Regions from separate parts of the Sus scrofa genome. Here regions 1 and 2 are each linked to region 3. The links are chromatin contacts, called in public promoter capture Hi-C maps. All regions are on one chromosome and are shown on one strand. The core of a region is the stretch at or near the end of the contact, and the rest is flanking DNA. Distances in the headings are between cores, read along the strand shown. Region 1 holds the start of TCP11L2 (T-complex protein 11-like protein 2). Region 2 holds the start of POLR3B (DNA-directed RNA polymerase III subunit RPC2). Region 3 holds the start of RIC8B (synembryn-B).

Evidence for each region. Promoter capture Hi-C pulls out the DNA fragments that hold promoters and counts their contacts.
Region 1: a promoter capture Hi-C map of fetal skeletal muscle shows a contact between it and region 3, with 9 times the contacts expected there. The contact joins the promoter of TCP11L2 here to the promoter of RIC8B in region 3. A contact is called at or near these places in 2 of 5 promoter capture datasets (fetal skeletal muscle and liver) and 1 of 47 Hi-C or Micro-C datasets (embryonic fibroblasts).
Region 2: a promoter capture Hi-C map of liver shows a contact between it and region 3, with 7 times the contacts expected there. The contact joins the promoter of POLR3B here to the promoter of RIC8B in region 3. A contact is called at or near these places in 1 of 5 promoter capture datasets (liver), 1 of 47 Hi-C or Micro-C datasets (fetal skeletal muscle) and 2 of 2 datasets of contacts at active chromatin or transcription factors (alveolar macrophages and skeletal muscle).

The regions. Positions count from the first base shown.
Region 1 is chr5:13,985,639-13,988,808 of Sscrofa11.1, reverse strand. TCP11L2 (T-complex protein 11-like protein 2) reads left to right here and starts at 1,351. Exons shown (of 10, transcript XM_021091578.1): 1 at 1,351-1,421.
Region 2 is chr5:13,925,056-13,928,578 of Sscrofa11.1, reverse strand. It overlaps POLR3B (DNA-directed RNA polymerase III subunit RPC2), which reads left to right and starts at 1,846. Exons shown (of 28, transcript XM_021091574.1): 1 at 1,846-2,111. The coding sequence starts at 2,040.
Region 3 is chr5:13,579,180-13,582,366 of Sscrofa11.1, reverse strand. RIC8B (synembryn-B) reads left to right here and starts at 1,870. Exons shown (of 11, transcript XR_002343919.1): 1 at 1,870-2,414.

The DNA of each region.
Region 1 (3,170 bases), core at 102-2,601, 410 kb before region 3:
TTTATTTATTTATTTTTTGATGTTTTCATTTTTTTCTTTAGGGCCACACCCACTGCATGTGGAAGTTCCCAGGCTTGGAGCTGAATCGGAGCTACAGCTGCCGGTCTACACCATAGCTCACAGCATCGCTGGATCCTTAATCCACTGAGTGGGGCCAGGGATCGAACCCACATGCTCATGGTTCCTTGTCGGGTTCATTAACCACTGAGCCATCAAGGGAACTCTGCAAAACATGTTTTTAAAATCAAAGTAAGCTCCATGCGCTCTGACTATCTAAGAATTGGGCTTGAAAAGAACAACTTAAAATGTAAAGATTAGTATTCCAGCCACCACCCCTCAACATAAATTATTCTGACAGACCTTAGCAAAGGCCTTTTGTAAATCTATTCCTTACCATAGTTTACATAAAAAGCTCTTTTTGTTATCCTAACTTAAAAAAATATGAATACAAAGGAGATGGGAAAGTTATTGTACAGTGTTAATAGCCCACCACCACTAAGGTGTTCTTAGCATGACATTCAAATGATGACTGTAGAATCATTGCATAGCAATGTGAAATTACATTAATGATGTATGGGTGAATACATTCTCACTATAAAAAAAATAAGCCATTTGTATGTCTATAGAATAAATGAGCAACATCTTCCAACGTGCCTCCTAAACAGTTTGGAGGCTAAATTTTTAGTTCATTTCTATGCATTTCATACATACAAAATACATCCGTGCTTCTCTAGTGCCAGCTCTCTCTCCAGCATAAATGGAATCCCCGCATAATGACTGTTCTATAACTCATGTTTTTATGTTGAACACTCTGAGGAGTCACATTTCTTCATCTTTTCCTTTATATCTTCTGGGTTTTGCCTCTTATTTTAGAAGCTCTTCCCTGATCCCACTGGGTATTCCAATTGATTTTTTTTCCCCTGTTTTTTCTGCAGCATATGGAAGTTCCCAGGCGAGGGATGGAATCAGAGCCGCAGCTGCCAGCCTACGACTCAGCCACGGCAACGTGGGATCCAAGCCACATATGCAGCCAACACCAAGGCTTGCGGCAATGCTGGATCCTTAACCCACTGAGTGAGGCCGGAGATCAAACCCACATCCTCATAGATACTAGTCAGGTTCTTAACCCTCTGAGCTATAATGGGAACTCCCCAGTTGATTTTTAAATTGAGGGCCTAAATTTTCGTCCATGGTTGAGTAGGACTAGGAAGACATTTAGAAGGATCTGCCCGCTGGCCCCGAGGTGGGGTACAGAGCATGAATGTCTCCGTGGATCCTGAGCCATCATTTCTTTGGCTTCTCATAGGTGCTCCTTTGAGCTTCACCTCTCCCTGGCCCCGCCCACTTCCCCGTCCAGGAGCTGTCTTCTCTGCTGTCCGCATTCTCTCTTTTTCTTTCCCGGGGACAACAATACTTCCCAGGTAAGTGAAGGGAGCTCACAGAGGGTGAAGGGGAGTAGTAATTAAGAATGGTTTTCGCCATGGAGACCAGCCTCGGGGGTTCCTGGGGGGCGGGCAGAGGAAGTGGGATGGACAGACAATTGGGGGATTTTTTGGATGCAAACTGTTATATTTGGAAGGATGGTCAGTGGAGTCCTACTCTACAGCACAGGGAAATGTGTGTGATTGGGTCCCTTTGCCATACAAATTGAAACAACATTGTAAATCAGCTATACTTTAATAATAAAAAAAAGGATTGATTTTCTTTTTAGTATGCTAGGTGTGAAGGTAAAGGCAATTGGAATGAGAAATAACCTCCAAGTTTACACCAATTCGGTTCCGAGGAGTCAGGGGGAAAACTGGTTTTGGTGCATTGGAAACATGATCAAGCATCAATATTTTGATTCTCTCGCAAAACTGGTCGATGATCTAAACCTGCCTTATATTCAAGAACAAAAGGGAAAAAAAAATTGCAAAATCTGCCAGGAAGGTGTGGTTAAATTTTGAACATTGCGTGACTGGCTATCCAGTTTGTATCCAAATTATTTTTCTTCCTTCTATTATCTATTGCCTTTTTCCTCCCTTTTCTGCTTTTTAGGCCTTCTCAGAGCCATAAGATGGACAAGGGAGAGAAAAAGAGATGGGATTCAATTTAATCAATTTTTCTAGTTACAGTGGAGTTACATCTTTTTTGGGGGGGTAGTGGTGGGGGAACCAAGGCATATGGACATTCCTGGGCTGGGGATCTAATCTGAACCACAGTTGTGACCTATACCACAGCTGCGGCAACGCCAAATTCTTAACCCACAGTGGAGTCATATCTTATATGAGGGGATAGCTTCTAAAGGGAGAACAGAAGGTCAAAAATCATGTGCAAAGTTAACCTTGAAAATTCCTTAAATGGGCCATAAGGTCTGGGAAATAGCTAGGTTGTGTTTTGTTTGTTTTTGCCTACAGCACTGAAATAGACATATGTTTCTTAGCTTTAGCACTACATAAAATAATTGATTTGTATTTGGGGAGATAAAGAGAAAATAAAAACCTTCAAACACTAAACTCCTATTCTGTGTGGTGAGATCAGGACCAGCTACATCTTTTTCGAGGCCCAGTGCTAAATGAAAATGCAGAGCTCCTTGCTCAAAAATCACTGAGAATTTCAATTTGGCAGAAACAGAGCATTGAAGCAAGTGTGGGGCTCTACTAAGTGTAGGATCTTGAGCCATTGCCTGCCCTTGAACCCAGCTTTGGATAAAAAGCTTGGAAGGTTGTGAGAAGCTTGGAAACTGAGATCAACCCAAGAAGAGAAACCTCACAACTCGCACAGAGAGAAGAAAGGGTTAACATCACTGCCAGGGGACCAATTACCCTGCTGTGCTCCCTACTCCCTGTCAACCCCCCCCCCCCTCCCCTTGGTAAATTTTTTCTTTACCAAGCAAAAATTTTGATCTGCCCTTCGTCCTTTGCCAAAGGCAATAGATCAAATTTAGTCTATTGTGTAATTTACAGGGGCAAACTGCATTCCTGTGAGTCCTCTAAGTGATTCAAAAAAGGAAAGTTAGAAAAATTAGGTGTGATAATATATCTTCTTCAAATAAAAAGCTAATTATTTTACTTACTGAAAAGCTTGTCTTTTCAGACATTTTTTCCAGAAGGTCATGAACATAACCTGAGCAAGGAGAATTGTATTCTATGACTGTATATGATGCAAGCCTACCTTTTTTTTTTTTTTTT
Region 2 (3,523 bases), core at 597-3,096, 350 kb before region 3:
AGCAGGGAACTCCTGGAAAATTTAAAAATTTTCATGGAACCATAAAATTATGGCTAGAATTATATTAATAAATCTATGAATATTTTTCTTTATGATTTCTGTTACCATCCTTGAAAGCAGTCACCACTCAATGCTAATGGATGTATTCAATTATATTTTCTTCTAAGTTTCTGTTAATTTAATACACACAGGATTTGCTTAGATGTATGTTTTTTCCTAAATGGCTAATCAGCAGTTTTAGCATCATCCTTTCTTTTTCTTTTGGCTGCACCCGCGGTGTGTGGAAGTTCTGGGCCAGGGATCCAGGGAATTAAACATGCACCACAGCAATGACCCAAGCTGTTGCAGTGACAACGCCAGATCCTTAACGATCTGTGCCACAACGAAAATCCCCAACATCGTTTTTTTTGCATAAGCCATCTTTCCTCCGCTGATTTAAAATGACATCTTCTCATAATAAATTTCTGCTGGTATTTACTCCTGGATCTTCTGTCTAGTCCTTTCAGAATATGACATTGTCTTAATTACTGTCCTGTTATGCTCTACTCTCTAGGTGAGTTAAGTCCTCCTTGCTTTGTGGTTATTAATGGTCATATAACAGTCCATCATGTAGCTGAAACCTGGCCTCTGTTCATAGGTACCAACTAAGTCTTAGAGACAGAGATTTGGGTGAAGCAGAAAGAAGAGCTTTACTGCTTTGCCAGGCAAAGGAGGCCACGACAGGCTAACATGCTCAAAACCGTGTCCTCTCTTGAGAGGGGATAGCAAGGAGTTTTAAAAGTTTAGCTAAAAAACCCACCCAACCTAACAACAAGAACAACAAAAAACCAAGGCTGTTGATAAGGATTAGGATGCCTGCATTTTTCTCCTGCCATAGATCATTTCAAAGTCATCCAGGCTGGCCTCAGGTGGTCCTGTGACAGTTTCTGGTGGTCTTTGGGGTTATTGCACTTTGACCTACTCTCTGCAATGAAGATGGCTTACAAGAGGTGAGTGTTTCCAAGGAAAAGAAGACACCAGGTGGGCAATGTAACTCTTAACTAGAAAGTAATCATTAGCTGCAGTTCCTGTCGTGGCTCAGTGGTTAACGAATCTGAACAGGAACGATGATGTTGCGGGTTTGATCCCTGGCCTCACTCTGTGGGTTAAGGATCCCGTGTTGCCGCGAGCTGTGGTACAGGTCATAGACTCTGCTTAGATCCTGCGCTGCTTCGGTGTAGGCTGGTGGCTACAGCTCCAAATTAGACCCCTAGCCTGGGAACCTCCATATGCCACAGGTGTGGCCCCAGAAAAGACCAAAAAAAAAAAAAAGTAATCATTAGTAAAAGAAAGCAGCTAAGCAAGAAAGAAATCCTTTTTGTGAAAAGCCAGTGAGAGGAAGGGAATGGGTCAAGCAAGTCAGGGCATAAAATAATGGAGACTGTTTCAAATAGTTTTTACTGTTAACAGTTTTTCCTAATTATTAACTCTTGAGTCAGTCTTTTGAGACTGACAGGAGGCTGGGGAGGCCAAAGGAAAAGGGATCTACTTCAAAACACAAGGACACAGGGGCTTGCACATGGTTTCAGTCACACAGGTACCTCAAGTTTCTAAACCAATCCCCTCCTTTGGCAAGTTTCCTATTTTTCATATATATAGTTTTGGGCTAAACTAAATGAACTCTACACTTAGGTGGCTCAAGTGGTGCAAATTATCTGTTTACCCTTTTCTTTGAATTATTAAAAAAAACTCGACAATATGCTTTGCGGTTCTCAGTCATGGGAGAGCTGACAATCTGTCAGCTGGGGTTTAAGGCAATCCAGGCGAGACTTCCGCGCGACACCAGGGGGCGCAGTTTCCCAGCTCCGTTAACCACATCCGGGTTCAACTGTATGTTCCGACTAGATTCAGTCGGAACCTTTCTGTTACGCCTCCAATTAATTTGGGCGGCGGGGACCATTTAGGCCTCCGCGCACCGCTCACCACGGCTCTCGCGGTTCGTTTGGTGCGGGAAGTCACACGTGAGGCTTCTGTTTGCTCGTTTCTTCGTCCTGAGCAGCATGGACGTGCTGGCGGAGGAGTTTGGAAACCTGACGCCGGAGCAGCTGGCTGCGCCCATCCCGACTGTAGAGGTGAGGGGAGGGCACGCGGGGAGCGGAAGGGGCCGGGACGTGTCCCCGAGAGGCGTTGCCCCCAGAGCTCTGGTCGGGCGAGGGGGGCGGGCCGCGGCTTCTGCGCATGCCCAGCACTCAGCGCACGCTCAGAAATCCACGCGCGCCCAGGGCACTGCTGGCACATGGAAGGGGCGAGCCCAGGGGAGACGTCAGCTGCCACGCAGGTTGAGCGGCCCAGTGCCCCGCTCTCGATTTGGGCTCTTCTAGTGTTCCCGCGTTGTCAGGGGAGGACTGCCTTGACCGCATTGGAGGACGTATCGCATCTTTGCGGGCTTATAAAGGATGATGAGTTCCAGGGAGCTTAGGCCAGTTTGGGCAAGTCCCACAGCTGGTTGTGGTGGTAAAACCAAGTCGTCGGAATCGCAGACTAGTAATCCCTCCCTGTCACCAGAACTCAAGTTTGGGCTGCAGGAGTATTTTGAACGCCCGGAAAATTTCTTCCAAATTTTGCCTAGGTGTTTTCTGGAGAGTGGCCCTGTAGCTTTAATCAGATACACGGAAGTTAAGGATATCTGCTCTACAGTGAGCTGCCTGATGAAGTTCAGCTGTTGACCATAATTTTTATTTTATGCAAAGGTAATAGAGCTTCTGTGGGCCTCAAAATCTTAGTTGGCATGGAGTGGGGGAGTGGAGAAATAGTCAAGGGAGGGATTCAGGTAGAAGGAAGAGGACATTTGAAACCCAGAGGCAAGACCATTTGATGTTTTTGAGGAATTAAGTCCAGGAGATCCCATCATGGCTCAACGGAAATGAATCTGACTAGTATCTGTGAGGATGCAGGTTCGATCCCTGGCCTTGCTCAGTGGGTTAAGGATCCGGTGTTGCCATGAGCTGTGGTGTAGGTCGAAGACGAGGCTCAGATCTCGTGTTGCTGTGGCTGTGGTGCAGGCCAGCAGCTACAGCTCCGATTCCACCTCTAGCCTGGGAACCTCCATGTGCCACAGGTGTGGCCCTAAAAAGACAAAAAAAAAAAAAAAAAAAAAAAGTCTAATAGTGCTGGAGTGAAGAAAAGTAGAGGAGGAGAGATTAAAGGTGACAGATAGATGAAGGACCTGATTAGGAATGGTTTTGTTAGACCTCTGAAGCAGAAGTGAGATGCTGCTGACAGATGTAATGAGAATGACTAGCAGCATCAGTGGAACTATTGGATCATAAGAATCTTTTTATAATCATTGGGCAAATTAAGGACTTAGAGTCAGTCGGTCTGTAAGTCCCTGCAGTACACTGCTGATCTTCATCAGGCAATACTGGATTTTATTTTTCCTTATTTTATTATTTTTTAATTAAAAACAATTTTTTTGTCTTTTTTTAGAGCCGCACCTGCGGCATATGGAGGTTCCCAGGCTAGAGGTCCAATTGGAGCTACAGCT
Region 3 (3,187 bases), core at 621-3,120:
TAGAAGTAGAGAGTTGGAGCCTAAAAACATAAGCCTATTTCTGGTAAACAGACATTTCAACTCATGTGTATAAGATCCTCTTTAAAGAAACATCTCTACTCAGATACCTTATGCTTGTCAGTATCCTGTGCAGGAGCTCTTGTTCCAAAAATAAATATATGGTAACCCAAAAAGCATGTAATACAGTACTAGGCAGGCAGTAGGTACCCAAATATTTTATGTTACAGCTCTCGGTTTGGATTCTAGTTGGTGTTATTTATCTAATCTGAGTCTGATTTCTTATATATACACAGGAAAATTACCTTCTTCAATGCATTGAGATGGTGTATACTAAAATGTTTTGTAAACAATTAACTGCAAGGTATTATTATAACCTAGGGAATATAACTTCCTATTCCATGATCTTTCTAAGAAGGAGATTTTTCAAAAATCTTTCTGACTTTACTATGGATGTAGCACTTAACCTCAATGTCTGGCTCAACAAATATGCTAAATAAAGGTTTGCTGCGTGAAAAGTAAAATCCACAAAAAGACCAAAAGCTCCATGAGCTCAGATTCCATACTTGTTTTTATTTCTAAGTTCTCAGCACCTAGAATGACACTTAGGAGACACTCAATAATTATTAGATGAATAAATGTTTGCGTCCCCCGCCCCAGTTCCTCTTCAGCGCAGCTCAAAAGGGAGAGGCAGGCAGGGGCGGCATGAAAGATGATTTCTGGTAAAGGATGCTTAGAATGGAAAGCTGAAAGTTACTTGGAGACTTCATCCACTCTCTAGCAAATAGCTTGGCAGAACAAAAAGAGCATAGATAGGTCCTAAGTTCAAATTCAGTTTCTAAATTCTGCAGTCTTGGCAAATTAATCTATTAACCTCTTCAAGACTCAGTTTCCTCATCTTAAAATGAGAATAGGATCTCCCTCATAGGGTTAAGCACTAAAATGAAAGCGCCATAATAGCAGGGACTTTATTTTGGGTCCACTGTATTCATACTGATCAGGATTGTATTGTATTGAATAGTGCCTGGCACAGCATAAATTCTCAAATATTTGTTAATTTGTGAGAAATTGACTGAGATAACACAGGTGAAGTTTGTAACAATGTGTGTGCATGCAGTGAACACTTAGCAAATGTGAGCCTCTATCATCATCACCATCATCACTACCATTACTAGTATATCCGTATTATTACATTTCCTGGTCTTTGGGGAAAGATCTGTATTCAAATCTTGAATTACCCATTTACTGGCTATGTGACTTAGGACAAATTACTTAACCTATTCGGGTTCCTTCGGTTCCGCAAAAATCTGTGTTGTGAGAAATCACCTGACTGAAGTCTGGAATCTCGGGGGCACGCGATATATGGCAGCTATTATTTATTATTAAGGCCAAAAAACCGCTGAGTCCCCTCTTATCCGAGAATTGCCAGCAATCTCTCACATTAGTGTGGCTGAATACACAGCACGACCGCAAACAAGGAAGGAAGGAATTTCAGAGACCAAAACCGCTAAACGAGAAAAGAGGGAATGAAACCGGTGTTTGACAGTTCCCACCAAGAGGTGTCAGTTTCCGCGGCTGTCACCTAGTCCGACCAGCCAAAGCTAGAGCCGGACAGTCAGCTCGGTAAGGAACACAAAGGAGGCACAGCCGACGCTCAGACCCTCCCCTTAACGGTCTCCGGGCCGCTGGCCTCAGGCGGCCGCCGGACTCCCGTTTCCGGCCTTCGCAGGACCACAGTTCCCAGCATGCCTTTGGAGGGAAGTCTTTCCCGCGGGATGACTACCAATCCCGGCATGCCATTCGGCACTCCAGTAAATTAGATGGAAGAGTGGGATGACCCCATTGCCCGAAGGGAATTGTAGTCCATACAGCTGCTGGCTCTTAGAGGGGCGGGGAAGAGCCGGGTCGCTCTCGTCAGCTGAGGAGAATGATTCATAGAGGAGGGTCGGGAGAGAAGAACAGTTCTGTCTGTGGAAGCCCACTTAAAAGGCTGGACTCTTCTCCGAGGAAGGGAGAGGAAGGAGAGAAAGTAGGACCTCGGGTCTGACCCCGCCTCTGGCCGTTCGCCAGGCCTCTACCGAGTCCTGGGCCTTGTCGGGGGTGGCCGCGAGGCGCCGGTTGCTGGGGGACCCGTGACGTCGCGGGGTGAAAGTTGAGGGGCGGTGACGTCGGGCCTGCCCGGGCGGAGGCTGGCGGGTTGGAGGCAGAGGGAGGGAGGGAAGGAGGGAAGGAAGGAAGCTGGGAAGCAGCGAGCGAGCGGGGGCGCGAGGCGTTTACCTGGAGGCAGCGGCTTGGGCGCGCACAGCGGCCGCGGCTCCCCCGCACCTGCGGCCATGGATGAGGAGCGCGCCCTCTACATCGTCCGGGCCGGCGAGGCGGGGGCTATCGAACGGGTCCTGAGGGATTACAGCGATAAGGTAAAGAGCCCTGGCCCCGGGCATGCGGTATAGCACCCCGGGCCGCTCCCCCAACCCCCCTCGGGCTTGCACACCGCATCTCTCCCAACCCCCCTCATTCCGGGGATGCGCACTGCTCTCCCCCGAAAACGTTTCCGGCTTGGGCATGCGTGTTTGTGCCCCCCCGCTTTTTCCATCCGTGCATCCTGTATCCCCCTGCCCCCACTCTGGCGCCCACTCCTCTGATTCCGGCCCAGCAGCTTGTCCCATGGCCCTGTTCCCAAGCGTGCAAGTCACACCCCCGGAATCCGTGAATGTGTGTCTCCGCTTTGCGCCCTACTCTTGAATGCATAAACGCACGCGAGGCTTCCTTACCTGCATAGCATAAAAATACGTGTGTCTGTGCATCACCACGGCCCTTGACATGCATAAAACGTATCAGCTACGATGGCAGTTCCTTATATATCTACAGCACTGCTGTCTCAAGGCGTGGTGTCTCTTATATGGTCTAACTTGATTCTCAGAATTTATGAGGTAGAGAGCATCCTCCTCTCCATTTTATAGATGAGAAAACCGAGGCACTAGGAATTGAAATGACGCCAAGGTCATGGACACACTGTGTTTTAAGTGGAGGGAGACTAACTACTAACAATACCCGTTGTTTGTATAGCCTTAACAGTTTTCCCATCCATTATCTCATTTAATCTTGACAGCAATCCTGTTTTGCAATTGAGATTCTAGATCTGTTAAGTAACTTGCCCAAGGTCATGCTTGTAAGCTGGGATTCCAACCTA